Linked DNA regions of Macaca mulatta: region 2 is linked to region 1. A link is a contact called in public Hi-C data. All regions are on one chromosome and are shown on one strand. The core of a region is the stretch at or near the end of the contact, and the rest is flanking DNA. Distances in the headings are between cores, read along the strand shown.

Region 1 (7,547 bases), core at 3,784-6,283:
CATCTCCAGGTGGAGGCGATCTTAAACAAACCTGGCTTAAAATATAAGCCTGCAGTTAACCAGGTAAACGTCCCCCAGGGACACTGGCATTGCAACGATGCTGTTTTACTATCTGATGCTGGTAGGGATTTCTCATCCACCTCACCCAGCGAGTGTCCAGGAGGCAGCTCCAGAGTCCTGAGTTATGATTCAGCATGACACAGCACATCTGGGAGAGGAAATTTACAGGAAAGAAAGGGTTTGAGCCTGGCTTGTGACAATTTGGGTTCTGACAAAGAGGCAGCCATGAGATCCTCAGACCTGTGATAACTGATAAGTGGCTAAAGCCAGGAAAAGCCTCTAGGGCCCATGAGAACATCTATAATAAGATGATAGTAATAACATGGTAACATCAGGGATACTACCTGGGTATTGTAGGAAGGTACAGCTTATCTGGGAAATAGGGTGTTTGTTATACATAGTTTTCTCTATGGGCTAGGGAGGGACTTTAGCATAGGAAGCTTCATCTGTGTCATATCAGCATGTAGCCACAGTGCTCCCATCAGCTCTTGTGTTTGCATTTGCAGATTGAGTGCCACCCGTACCTCACTCAGGAGAAGTTAATCCAGTACTGCCACTCCAAAGGCATCGTGGTGACCGCCTACAGCCCCCTCGGCTCTCCTGACAGGCCCTGGTGAGCTTCCCACAGGCTCATGCTCCCTTGTCACTTGGTGAAGATTAGAAATGACTAAAAAGAACAATTTAGCCTCAAGGAAGATGTTTCTGGGGCTGATCTGCAAAATTTCCCCCGAGTCTCTTGCTGGTTTTCCTGGAAGGGTTGGCGTTTCTAGTAGCAAGACACCTAGTCTTTTTCCAAAGGATTGGGGGTTCCTAACCCAGCTCTGAGGAAGAGACTGGTGGCTGCCCTCTGAGGTCGATGGGAGGATTAGGGTTAGGGTTTCTGGCTGCCATGAGTGACGGCCATGATGGTGTGACCTGGACTGTCTTTCTATCCTCAGGGCCAAGCCCGAGGACCCTTCCCTCCTGGAGGATCCCAGGATCAAGGCGATTGCAGCCAAGCACAATAAAACTACAGCCCAGGTACAGCCACTTCAGGTGTTCCTGACTCTCCAGAACTCCCTGCATTCCTGATGGTCCTGTTAGCCAAGAGGAGGAAGTGACTGAGCCTGTTACCCCCTCACAGGAAGTGTGGTTCAGGGTCCTCAAGTGCAGAGTGGACAGGGCACAGATGGGGGCTTTAGAAGAGTGGCATGGGCTCTTAGAGTAATAGTGCCTGCCCCCACTATCCCAAGGGTGACTGCCACGAGGGCCAGCACTTGTTCATTGATGTGGAAGCTCATCTCTGTACAAATGTAAGAGCTCTTACCAGCTGTGCAGGGAATGTTCTTTCCCCTGAGTGGTAGTGTGCGTTCCTAGCCAGTGGAGGGCCTCACGTGGTCTCGTGATATGCCTGAGATACTGAAGCATGTGGCACGGTGGCTAGCGCAGGACTCTGGAGTCAGATCTGGACCTGAATGCGTCGCCTACCTGTTGCTAGCTGTGACCTGCCATCTTGGAGGCCCTCTCTGATCACCTGTGGAGTTCTCGCATGTCCTTCTGCGGGTTGTGTGACACTGTGATGATGGTGCGAGTGCCCGGCATGTGTACACACTCATTGTCTCCCTGGGCTCACAGGTCCTGATCCGGTTCCCCATGCAGAGGAACTTGGTGGTGATCCCCAAGTCTGTGACACCGGAACGCATTGCTGAGAACTTTAAGGTAAGATCTTGGCTGGTCAGGCCTGGCCCTCCTCCGTGGAGTGGGCGGTGGAGGAAGCCGCTCATCCTGTCCCTGGAGTGTCATCTGTGGGATCCCCACATCCTCTCCTCTGAGGCCAGGGAGCCATGGCGAGCGAGCCATAGACTGAGACGGACACCTCCCCGGTGGGGTCATGTGCAGAGCCAGGCCTTGTGCCTCCAGGGCCCCGTGCTGTGCACACACACACCTACACCTTTGCTCAGGCCCTTCAACCACACCGAGAGGTTACCCAGAGAAAATCTCGCTCTTGAGCTTCACTGCCTGGACCTGCCCTGCGCTGAAACTGTTAGTTACCAGCTGCATAACCTTGGACAAGTCACTTAACTGCTCAGTGCCTCAGCTTCCCTATCTATGAAATAATACCCATTTTGAGGGTTGTTACGAAGATTAAGTGATGCATCAAAGCACTTCACATGGTGCTTAATACCTTAGTAAGTGATCGAGAAATGTTGCTGTGCTGATAAGCCCAGGGACCGCAAAGGACCCTCTGGACCATTTAGCCCACTCACCAGCTCTGCAAGGAGTTCATGTGATGATGGACAGAGCCTAGACGTGTGTCAGGGCACAGGCAAAGTGCTCAGTGTGGCAGCTGGAGCAGCTCAGGCTACCGGGCACCACCTCCCTCCCCGCCCGTCCTTGCAGCTTTGGTGAGTCGGGGTGGGGGCACGCCCAAAGGAGAGCAACTCAGGGGAGTCCTGATGGCCCAAGCTCTGTTCTCATGGAGCGAAGTGGCTCTGCCAGGGAAGCTCTGTCTTTATCCAAGATCTGTGCCGCATGCAGCACAACCATGGGCATGGGGCTCTTGGGCAGGCCCCAGCTCAGGTGAGCAGCTGGTTTTGCCTGATTCCACTGCCCAGAGGCCGTGGCCCTAATGCCTGCCACCTGTCACGCGTGAGACAGGGATGAGAGTGATCCCTGAAGCGGGAAGTGGAGCCCATTGTTGAGTAGAGGAGACGTTTTTCTTCTTACGTGCAGGTAGATGTTCTGAGTACACAAGATAAAGTGGCAAAACCGTGGCCACTGAGGGAAAGGCATAGCCCACCGGAGATGCATCCTTTGTTTCATATTTCATTTTTTAAGGAATTAGGAAAGAAAAAATAAATGACTAATCTCAAAATGCTAACCTATTTTATTTTTGCATCTTATTGCACATTTTTCTGTGATCGTAATCACAGAGCCTGTAGCAGACTCTCTTTCTGCACATTTTGTGATCATCTGAAGCTAAGAGCCCTTCGGCTCTGGGAGTGTGTGTTGGCCTCATGTGGGTCTCACCCAGTGCTGCCTGCCTGCCTCCCTCCCAGCCTCCATGCCAGCTGAGTTCTGTACCATCTGCTGCCTTCATGCAGGTGCTTCTCTTCTCCCAGTATACCTTTCTTGCCTTTCCTGTCAGAACCTTATGCTTCTTAGGCCATGTCAAATACCACCTCCTCTTCGGCTGTGGTGGTTCAGTTCCCCAGCTGGAATGCATTTGGAATACCTCTGCCCTTCCTGTGCTCTGTTGAGTGCCTTACACAGTGTGTGATTAGTTATTTGTGGCACAGCTGTAGAAATACCTCTGCCCTTTGTTTGCTTCATCAGTAGAGGCAAAGACACATCTTACCCATGATTCTACTCCTCACTGCAGCGTATCACAATAGAAGTGCTCAGTAGTGTTTTTTGAAATGAAATAAAATGTATCATTTCCCTGGGAGGTTCTGGAAAGGAAGGACTGTTTTCATCGTTCCATATATTATCTAGCCCAACATGCACATTTCCTGAATAGTAATATAATCAGCTTTTTCTAAGTTCAGTTTATCATCTCTGCTCAAAGCCATGGAAGACATCTGGGTCCTGCACAGTATTTCGTCTTTTGTTTTTATTTGCAGAGCTTACTGGATTTTTTTTGTTTGTTTTTTAGGTCTTTGACTTTGAACTGAGCAACCAGGATATGACCACCTTACTCAGCTACAACAGGAACTGGAGGGTCTGTGCCTTGTTGAGGTGAGTGAGCCCCAGCGTGAGGAGCAGTTCCCAGGAGATCCTCAGATACTGCAGAGCAGAAGAGTGATCCCTGCAGGCCTCAGCGCCCATGCGCTCCTGTCACAGCTGTTCTTGCTTTGCACATTACCTTGCTTTCTCTGCCACATGACCTTACATTAGCTGAACTGCATGAAGCCAAGATGCCAAGAGATCCGCTCCTGATATCTTCTTCTAACCACGGGGCATTGTTGGCCTGGCCTGAAGTAACTACATATTTTGGCATTTAATTTTAAAATCCTAGTGGTTCATCTGAAACCAGGTGATCCCAGGTGACCCTGGATCAAACTCTGGAAGAATTTGCCTGTGACTTTTTGTCTTAATGACCCTAATGAAAGGGGTTTGGTCGGAAGCCCCTGGGGCTGGGGTTTGAGACAGTCCCAGCTCTGACCCTGGTAAGCCACGTGGCTCCAAAACAGGCCCTCCCTCTGAGCAGCAGGCACCTCCGTCCCTCCAGCCATACATCCTCTGGTTCTGTTTCCTCTGCGTGGTAGTTTGGAAGGAGCTGCCTAGGAAGGTTTTCTGGGGGTTTTCTCTTTTCCTACCATTACAATAACTAGGTGACGCGTGTAAGTCACTTCCTGCTTTTCAAGAAGGAACTGCTCATTTTGCAGTGGAGACTAAGACCCTGTTTCTCTTTCACTACCCTTATTCTCATTTGAGCTGTTTCCACACACTCTCCTTTAGTACTTCCTCTTCTAAGCAAAATTTGAACATTCCCTAAGATGGGGTGGGCCACCAGCTTTCCCTTTCCAGTCTGTCCCCTCTCCCTCCCCGGAGTTTGCACTGCTGGTGGCTTCAGCCACTGCCCCAGGCAGATGTGTGCCCAGCCTGCATCGTGGACAATAACTTTGCCCTGCTTCAGGCATGCGTGTGTCTGGAGAGCCTGCTGCTGCCACACTGTGGCCTCACACTCAAAACAGGCCACAAACAGAGCATGTCACAGGCAGCCCCAGGCCAGCACCCTTTCAGACGTCTTTGTTAATGCTACTTAGCCTTAGACATTGAAATCATTTTTGGATCTAGTGGACAAGGAGGAGAGGAATAAATCAGTCACCAAGCTACTTTCGTTCTCCTTTCAGAATCTCCCGTTCATCCGTCTTCCTTTTCCTCTCCCACTTGAGACAGTGGATTGAAGCTCTTAGGGCTGAGGAACCACAGTGGTTTTCTCATTGCTCCCTTTACAGTTAGACTCCTCTGCCCTCCAGTATTGTTCTAGAAACTTCTGTTCGATTATCCTGTTGTGTGGTGGTGAGTGGGAGGAAGAGACTAGCCCTGACATGCCCAGGTCTCCCAGGGAGTTTTCTCTATACACATGCCACCCCTCTGGCAGATACTGCTTTACTGAGCCTGACCTGCTGATGTCAGTGTCACTCTCCTTGGGTACACAAAAAAGGCAGGCCATGGAGAACTTTTGAATGGTTTTGAATAAGAGTTACAGACTCTAAGCACCCAGCTCAGATTACATAACTCTGGCCTTGCATGCCTTGCTCAACCATCTGTCCAGTGTTCCTGCCTTTATGTTCCCAGCACAGCCATTGGCCTTACTAGATGGACAGTGGGTGAGCTTTGGCAAAGACGTCTGCACCTGTGCTCCCTGCCCTGTTTCCAGTATAAAATCTCCAACCGTTGATTGTGCTCACTTCAGCCCCCACTGATACAAGGAGGCTCCCTCCATCCTCAGAGCACTTGCCGTTGCTTCTCTTATCCTTAGAGATTCAGTCACATACAGAGTTTCAACATCCCTTTTTTTTTTTTTTTTTTTTTTTTGAGATGGGCTCTTACTCTGTCACGCAGGCTGGAATGTAATGGCATGATCACAGCTCACTGCAGCCTTGACCTCCTGGACTCAAGCGATCCTCCCCCCTTAGCCTCCCAAGTAGCTGGGGCTGTAGGCGTGCACCACCATGCCTGGTTAATTTTTAAAATTTTTTTGTTAAGATGGAAATCTTGCTATGTTGCCCGGGCTAGTCCCAAACCCCTAGCCTCAAGTGATCCTCTCGCTTCGGCCTGGAATTATAGGCGTGAGCCACTGTGCCTGGCCTACCTTCTGATATTATTACACCCTCTTATTGTTTAAGACCACAAGATGCTGTCTGGTCCTGCCAACTAGACTGAGTTACTAGGAGGCAGAAATCGTGTTGCCATCCTGCATGGCCCAGGCACAGTGCTGGGCACATGGGGAGGGGCGTCCGTCACACGTGTGCCGCTTGGTGACAGTAGTGGTAGAGGGGTCTGCAGTGCTGGGCACATGGGGAGGGGGTGTCCCTCACACGTGTGCTGCTTGGTGACAGTAGTGGTAGAGGGGTCTGCAGGGTGAGTTGCTTCCCCCAGCTGCAGAACCGTGATCTGCAGATTCAGAACTAGCTTGTTGCCTCTGAGGTTCTGTTTTCTTTCTTCAATGAGACACATCGTTTCTCTGTTGGGAGTTGGGTATAGTCAAAATCACCTCTTCAAAAAGCAACTGTTTTCTCCTTTCTCCTGACAGCTGTGCCTCCCACAAGGATTACCCCTTCCATGAGGAGTTTTGAAGCTGTGGATGCCTGCTCATCCCTAAGTGACCTATACCTGTGTTTCCTGCCTCATTTTTTTTTCTTGAAAATGTAGTATGGCCTCTGTCACTCAGCAGCGGGACAGCAACCTGTAGAGTGGCCAGCGAGGGCGTGTCTAGCTTGATGTTGGATCTGAAGAGCCCTGTCAGTAGAGTAGAAGTCTCTTCTAGTTTGCTTTGCCCTTCTTTTTGCCCCGCTGGGGAAAGTACAACCTGAATACTCTTTTCTGACCAAAGAGAAGCAAAATCTACCAGGTCAAAATAGTGCTACTAACAGTTGAGTTTTGACTGCTTGGAACTGTAATCCTTTCAGCAAGACTTCTCTTTGCCTCAAATAAAAAGTGCTTTTGTGCGCTTGGTTTTGTGAGCTTTGGTTTTTTAAAACAATAGCAACCTTCTACTCACTTTCAACCATCACTTTCCAGATAACCCGTAAAGCAGGCCCGTCAGTGATGCAAAAGGAGTGAGGACTTGGCTTTTCTACAAGTCCTCATCTACAAGTTGGGGGCCCCCACCCCAGTACTTTACCCATTTAGCTTTAGGGCCGTGGGTTTCATCCTGGCTGCACACCGGGTCACCTTCGGGGGGTTTAAGGCTGGTGATGTCTGGACCTCGCCCTGGAGGCTGATCTGATTGTCTGGGCTATGGCCAGGACAGCAGGAGTGTACAGCTCTCCAGGTGATTCCAGTGTGCAGCCAAGGCTGAGCCACAGCTTTAGGGTAAGCCCATGTTCGATTCCACAGATTCCTTGGTTGCTCCTTCTCTGTGTGAAGGCCGAAGTCGGTGTTTACTAAGCATCACAACCTGAGAGAAACTGCTTTCCTGAAGCCTGTTGTCTAGACGAGAGGAAAGACAAGCATAAATAAATAGCTTCCGATTGGATAAGGATGAAATAGGGCTGCAAAAGTAAAGGCTTTGCGGCAGAATGCTGTTGTTTTTGTTACTGTTTCTTTATCCAGAGTTAAGTTTGACAAAGGCCAAGAAAGGAATGGAATAGACAAGTGCCGACTTGAAACTTCATCAAGTTAGGTTGTTTTGTGGCTGGCCTTGTTTATTGGATAATTAGGACCCCCATGATCAAGTCACATTAACTGCTTTACAGGTGATCTGTGTTTAGGATGTACCTCTAAAGGTATAGTTAATTGGGCAGTGGTGGTTCCTGGCCCTCACCCAGGGATGGAAG
Region 2 (7,547 bases), core at 2,829-5,328, 300 kb before region 1:
TATTGTCTATGGCTGCATTTGAGATTCAACAGCAAAGTTGAAGAGTTGCAACAGAGACCATTTGTGGAATCCTCATCACTTCCTACTGCTGCTCAGTGAGTCAACTTGACAATGTTTCAAGTGCCAAGCATATTTGTTTTACTTTTATTTTATTTTATCAGTGCATATCTTTCATGTCAAAACAAGAAAAGTCCACTTCAAATGTTGTACTTTTAAGTTATTGTGCATCTGGCTTTTTGTAAAAAATTGAATTAGATCAGAAAGCATGTGTTTATTATGCACTGACACTAAAGCTGTGCTAAAACAGCACAATATATGTCAACATTGTCAGACTAAGCACTCATCACAATATGTCCAACTCACAGGAAAGCAACAGGCAGAAAAATTAGGAAATTTAAATAGAATATCTTATTATAGTGAAATTTCTTCACAAGAATTACAAATGTAAATGAGGCTGCAACCAAACTTAGTTTCCAAGTGGTTCATTTGTCAGCAAGCAAGGAAACCCATGTATCAATGGTAAGCTAATTAAATTGTGTTTTTATTAGCTGAAAAAATGGGTACACAGAAAATAAATTTGTTCGAGACTGTGAGCTTTTTGGTAAGAAAAGTTGATTGAAGAGTTGAGGACATTGGGAGCAACATCAATAGTTAATTAAAAACAAAGTTAATTGTTCTGAGTATCTTTCCTTGTCTCTTGTTGAATAGACAGATGCTACTGATACTGCTCAGCTGTTGTTTTTTACTTGAGGTATCAATGCTAAGTTTGAAGTAACTGAAGAATTAGGTTCTATGAATACTCTGTATGGAACAACTACAAGTGAGAATAATATTTTCAAAGAAGCTGGTAAAATTTCTAAGCCAGTACAACCTGAAGTGGAATCTGCTAAGATGTGCTACATGGTGGTAAAAATTTTTGTGAAGCAGACAAAGGCTTACTTGACTCATTTAAAAGCTTGTGAAAAAGTAAGATGTTAAAACCTGTAATCATTCATTGTATTATTCATCAGTAGGTACTTTGTATAACATGTTTGGTTCTATCATATATTATTGAACAGGCCATGTCCAAAATGGACCTTATTCACTTTTGTGGTGTAAACATCTGCAATTCTACGATTTTTTATCAAAAATAGAAGCTGAATATCCTGAATTGCTCTATCAACAAGAGTTTAATGGCTTAGCAGTGGTAAAGCTTAATTGTGATTTCCTTTGGTCTTAGCTCAGGCTGAAATTAAAATTTTTCTAAACAAGAAGAGCTACTCTCAACCACTATTATTCTAGTCTGAATGACTTTGGAAATTTGTTTGCTAAATTTTGCTAATTTTTACTTGTGACATGGCAAGTGTTCTTATTTTTTAAAGCTATGCACTGTCATCGACAGATAAAAGGATATGATATTTAGGATTTGTTTCAAAATAATCAGGGATCTAAAAAAGTATAGATGAAATAATATTGTCCATAAATTACACTAAAGCTGAGTATGTACACTACATTCAATACACTATTCCCTCCAGCTTTCTATGTGTTCACAATTCCTATAATGAAAAATTAGAAAAAAATCAATATCCATTATTATAGCTGACAAAGAAGGAAGTCATTTTATAGATAGGTTGGCCTACAAAGATGTTCTAAGAATCAAGAGACAACCAGAATAGTCATCAAAGTGTCCAGTATGGCAGCCAATCCTTCAGGCAGCTGAGAGCCTGGGAGTCACTGCAAACTGGCTTGGAGCTAATGAGTCACATGGGAGTTAAATCAGAGTGGGGCAGGAATGAGGCAAGCAGATGATTTGGGGTGAGAAGAAATAGTGTCCACTGAATAAGTAATGAAAAAAATCTCTAGAAATCCTCTAGCTTGTGGGAATTAACAAAGGAATACCTCTGGGTTGGCCAAAGACCCAGCTGACTGAAAACAGTGTGATCAAGAGCCAACTTACCTAGGAAGTAGACATGCAGGGATTTAAAATTTCCTGGAGTAGTATGGGAAAGTAGAGTAACTAACTCCCAAATTTTTTTAGAAACTCAGAAAGGAGTGAAGAGAAGGTAGGCTTTGGAGAACTCCTGGATGAACATCTTGCTTACAGAAAGTTCACATGGAGAATCAATGGCAGGAAAGGTAATTGCTACATGTGGTGTGCTACATGTGGTGTGCTCATTTCAGACAATGAGCACACAGCAACATCCAGGATGTTCTCTTGCCTTAGAAGGAATCACAACAAACTGTAAAATACCAGGAATGGGGAGATTCATCCAGTGGAGATATGTTGGGACAGTCACTGAAGGAGTGAAAATAGCTGCCTGGCTTGAGAAAGCCAGCTATTTGAAGCCATTCTCATCTAAAAGTATAGATTAGCAAGTTCAAAGTTATAATCTCCACTCCATCCCCTACAGTCATTGTGAGTGATTGTTTTTCTTCAACACTCAAGTCAATTCAACCAACATTTTGCTGACACTGTATTGGGAAGTGTGGAAGATAAAAAATATGTATTACCAAAACGTGGACCCTAACACAGGGACACTCATCTCTAAGTGGAGAATGTAAATGGCCCTTGCAACAAATTGGCCCTGAACTCCTTGACCTTCAGCTTTAATGTCCTTCTTCAGTCTTTTTCAGCTACACACAACCATAGCCACTTCTTTGGTATTATCCTCCCTAGTACTCCTCCATCATCAAGATCTCAAACTCTGAAATTCTTTTAGACTACAAACTATTATTCTTCTGTCTTGTTGGTACCTAGCAATTTTTTCTCTTTGCCCTCGTCGTGAACTCCAGACCCCTTGAATGCTTCTATCCAAGCTGTGTCTTGGTTTCACTTGCTCCCTTCCTAGCCTTGACACCGTAGACATGCAAAGCAACCAAAGACCACTAGGTGACAGTAGAGCCCCAACTAGACTATTGCCCAGCTTGGGCACCAAGTCAGATAATTAATATTTATAATGAAAGTCTCAAGTTTGAAGGGGTAAGACAATAGTGGAATTAAACAAACAATAGCGAGTAATACAGGGAGGTCAGTCAGCTGGGGCCAAGAAGATCTTAAGCCCCATGCAAGTGTAAACCAGACAAATGGTGAGACCTCAGCCGCTGGAGAGATGACAGGGTACTCTCAGGTTCATTGTCTATAATCATCTCCTATCTGTCTACATGGATAGCCTTTCCCCTGCTTTGAAACATTTCCTGCTAAACAACCCTTAAGGATTTTCTATTTAAAGATCACTTAATGTCACTAGGCCTCCTGGAATTCTTTGTACTTAGGCAATTCCCAGCACTAGATAAAATCAACCTTCTTATCTCTCTTTCTCTGGGCAGCCAGGTGCTTGGCAGAAAATTACAAGTCTGCACAGTGACTTAATTCTAAATGCATGATATGTAACCTCAGCGGTGACTTCAATGCTCAAGTTTCATTCTTCATTAACTCCCTAGGTGATTCCTTGTGGAAGCATTCTAAGCCTTCCCCACTCCCTGAAATCCCTTACCGCATTTCAGCTTCCCCAGCCGCAGCAGTTGAGCTCACATCCTCCTTTATCTAGGAGGCTGAGATCATCCATCCTGTCCTCTCTGAAGCCCCTCTCTACTGTAGACTGAGCACAGGAGCTACAGAGTCTTTCAGGGTAAGTGCACAGAGTTGGATGGAGAAGACAGAAATTCCACCCTCTTCAACAGAAAGTAATGAAAATGGGTATCCTGTATCTCATCTCTGAATCAACTTACTCCCCCAAAAGATGTTGCAAACATTACTAACTGGAGCGTTTTCTAAATCATAGGAAGGACCCTGAGGTGGCACCTTTTACAAATTTTATCTGGATAGGCAATGCTTTTAAACTATCCTCCAGCAAAATATGCTCCTGTCATTAAATTTCAACTGACTTTATCCTATCCCGATGACATGTGGTTTGTGTATTCAGTCCTTCATTTGATAAATACTTACTTTAGAGCCAAGCCTCATAGCGACTACGCATACTGCCAAATACAGAGATGATGGAAGACTTGTATGCCAGATAATGAATATTGAAAGGGACGAATCATTCATCCAGAATTCATGAGAATCTCCCTCCACAACTATCAAAAGAAGATCCACCCACTGGGTTGCAGGCATATGGCAGTGTGCTCTGTCCTTACGATCAATCAAGATGGTAAGTGCCTCAGGCTTAAGTTATTTATTATAATCACTCTTCTGATATGCAAATCATTTTCAAAGGCTTTCTGGCTACTGAAAAGATCATATATGACCAGCAGGTGCACATATATTTCAGTCGGCTTGATGGATGTATCTCTCTGAATAGTTATGTAAGTAGGATTCTACTATATTTATCAGTTTTTTAATGAATTAGAAATAATTTTTTAAATTTGAAAAACTGTAGACTGGACCTTGGTCTCAAAATGACCCTACCAAGGTACTGACAGCCTAAAAGATTCAGCTGGAGGCTTCTGTCTTTCTCCTTTTTTCTTTTGAGACAGAGTCTAGCTCTGTCACCCAGGCTGGAGTGCAGTGGCATGATCTCAGCTCACTGCAACCTCTGCCCGCCTGGTTCAAGCGATTCTCCTACTTCAGCCTCCTGAGTAGCTGGGATTACAGGCATCTGCCACCTCGCCCGGCTAATTTTTGTATTTTTCGTAGAGACAGAGTTTCACTATCTTGGCTAGGCTGGTCTTGAACTCCTGACCTCGTGATCCACCCGCCTCGGCCACCCAAAGTGCTTGGATTACAGGCGTGAGCCACCATGCCCAGCCTTCTGTCTGTCTCTTAAAGCTAAGGGTATTATAGACACATCCATTTGGAACTGTATTAATTGAAGTTATGTGATTTAATTGATGTATCAATATTAGTAAACTAATAAATCTATTTTTAATAAATTAAATTTTAAAATGAATTTAATTTGTGAATTTGAACTGTATCCATTAATTGGGGGTATTCATCAAAAACAATTGGGTGTAACATAGGAATATAAGACCTATATCAAATATTTGGAGGGCTTTCATGAAGAATAGGAAAAGACCTGTTCTGTGCTGTCACTGCGTGCGGAATTGAGATCTATAAGTGGAGGATAAAGGAAGATGGCATTTTAGCTGCACATAAGAAAGACTTGCTAAACACAAGATTTTCTCCTAAATATTAGTTGGGAAGTGAATTCCTGATCCCTAGAGGTGTTTAAACATTAGCCAGACTGTGTGGAATATTGAAGATCTAGAAGAACGTCAGTGCCTCTGGGCCCCACCAACCTCGAGTCTATGATTCTGTAATGAGGCAACTTAATTTCAAAATGCATTGTAAACATTTTTTTTTCCTTTCTCTTGAGTTTCAACATATAACCTTGAAGCAAACTGCAGAAGCCTTTTGCCTTAGCCTTAAAATGGACTCCACGTCCCTCTCTTTCTCACAGAATATAGTCCCTTCACATTTATCTAACTGCATGCTAGGAAAGAGAAAAGAAAGAGAAGAGGCTCGTGAACCTTCCAGCCACTGCATAGTGCGGAGTCAGTACACCCCACCACCCTCGTTTAGCTCCCATCAGGGCTTTCTACTCTAAATATAGCAGAAAGGCACATAATTCTTATGGGGCTAATTTTTGGACAGACCAAGTCTGGAGACCCAGCTACAGAATTCCGGAGATTACTTCAAGGCAACTAGTCAACAACCTGGCCATCATAAGGGTGATGCCAGCCTGAGATGCAGGGTGATGCCAGCCTGAGATGCAGGTGGCCTGGGACCCAAGACAGCCGCCAGAACAAGACACACAGGCACTGGAATCAGCACAATTCTTGCATGCCTTCCGTAACAAGTTTTCCCTTTTTAAACCCCTGCTTTCTCCGCAACTAGCAAAGCGGTTCCTTTTGGTAGGAATCCAGCCGCTTCTCCTTTAGTAGTTTTGGTTGATAAAAATCACTTTCTTTCTTCCAGACCTCATTCTTGTTCATTGGACTCTGCAAGCAGTGAACATGTGTTTGGTCACAATTTTGGTGGCCCATACTGGAAGCCAACAAATTCAGTCTGGGCCTGTGTTCAGGTACAGTTTTGGTGGCCTGTACAGGCAGCACTGTGTGCCCTGGGGGCCGGAGCCCACCGGTGAGGTGTCTATCGGCAGGGCACAGGGCGTCTGTGAGTTGGAGCTGCTTGTTGCTAGCTGACCCTTGGCTGGAACGTGAGGACTTTCCCTGCAGCTGCTGAGATACTTTTGTCTCAGGGATCCTCTCTCTTCCTGCTGCAGTGCCTGCTGCCTTCAATTCTTCGCTGGTGCAAAGAAAGTGACCTTTAGAGAAGTCGACAAATTTTGGAATTTGGGGATTTGGGAACTTTAAAACTTTGGAACCGGGTGAGTTAGTTGGAATGCACCAACCACCCTCTGCCTCCTTTGTGGTGCCCCTGGGTCTCTATGCTATTTAGACTTGGCCACTAGGGGCACAAGTTGAGCATTTTATGCATTTGTATTTGTGGTATCCTGGGACTTTGCTTGGCTAGGACTCAGCAGACTTGGGAGGCAAGGAATTTAGGACTCTACTCAGCCCCTTAACAGGGTATTTATTTGAAGGCTCGCCATTTGTTTGTACGTGTGAATGTGAATGTGAATGTGTGACTTTAGTGTGTGGGCCCTGATTTTTCTCTCTCTCTTTCCTTCTTCTGACTTCATCCTCCTGGTTATCTGGGAAGCCACCTACAGCCTTCCTCCTCTCAGCCAAAGGCATCCATAGCTCCCTCCAGCTGGAAACAGTTCACCTTGACAGGTGACTTGTGGAAGTGGGAGGGATTCATGCCACATGGTGTGTAAGTCTTGGATGCTGAGGCTCTCCCTGATGGGAGCTAAACGAGGATGGTAGGGGATACTAACTCCACATCACGTAGTGGCTAGAAGGTTCACGAGCCTCTTCTCTTTCTTTTCTCTTTCCTCTTCTCTCCTATAAAACTTGACCTTTCTCCTCTCCATTCTTTTTCTTTATTTTTCTCTTTTCCTGTTCAAGCCAGAGACTCAGCCTTGAAGGAGGAAAACAGTGTCCAGCGTCCCGGCTCCTGATTCTGTCATCCCAAGGAAGGCCCATTTGTGTGCACATTTTAAGCTAGTGGGCAAATTATAACAAGAAAAGTTCAGAGTGCAAATGGCTAACCTACATTATAGAGTTAAGTAGAGTCTTCTAAAGCTCTCTATCTTCCTCTCTCTTCTGCCTGCTTTAAATCTGCTGTTACTAAGCTGCTGGTGCTAAGACTTATTATTTATGGTCTAACTAGAATGTAAACATTGGAAACTTGTTTGAAATTCTGGGGGGAAAGGGTAAAAGAGGTTTTTAAAACCAAACTGCCATAAAGACTGCTTTATCCAAAATTTTGGCTCACACCTTTCCTTGAATTACCTATCAGGGCAAACAAAGTTTAGCCATGTGGACAGGTTCCAGTTTTATCTGAAAAATAACTTGAAGCCAGGTTTTATAGGTTGGTGAGTTTGTGATGCTGCCTCATGGCTAGAGTTCCAAGGTAACAGCTATTGGATCTTTGTGTATGTATGTTTATAGGTTTAGATATGTTTATGTGATGTACATGTAATATGTTCTGTTTTATGTCT

Evidence for each region. A called contact is a pair of places that touch in the nucleus more often than the background predicts.
Region 2: a Hi-C map of sperm shows a contact between it and region 1, with 4 times the contacts expected there. The contact joins two enhancer-like sites. A contact is called at or near these places in 4 of 14 Hi-C or Micro-C datasets (fetal cortex germinal zone, fibroblasts, liver and 1 more).

What each region holds. Positions count from the first base shown.
Region 1 is chr3:174,132,902-174,140,448 of T2T-MMU8v2.0, reverse strand. It overlaps AKR1B1 (aldo-keto reductase family 1 member B), which reads left to right. Exons shown (of 10, transcript NM_001265861.1): 5 at 1-63; 6 at 567-673; 7 at 999-1,080; 8 at 1,675-1,758; 9 at 3,695-3,777; 10 at 6,302-6,716. The coding sequence ends at 6,344. Among named protein-coding and RNA genes, the nearest start is that of AKR1B1, 14 kb to the left of the region's middle. Within about 2 kb of position 5,033, at least 14 of the 40 cell types and tissues checked have an H3K27ac peak or open chromatin away from gene starts, as enhancers often do.
Region 2 is chr3:174,428,857-174,436,403 of T2T-MMU8v2.0, reverse strand. No RefSeq gene overlaps it. Among named protein-coding and RNA genes, the nearest start is that of BPGM, 40 kb to the left of the region's middle. Within about 2 kb of position 4,078, at least 2 of the 40 cell types and tissues checked have an H3K27ac peak or open chromatin away from gene starts, as enhancers often do.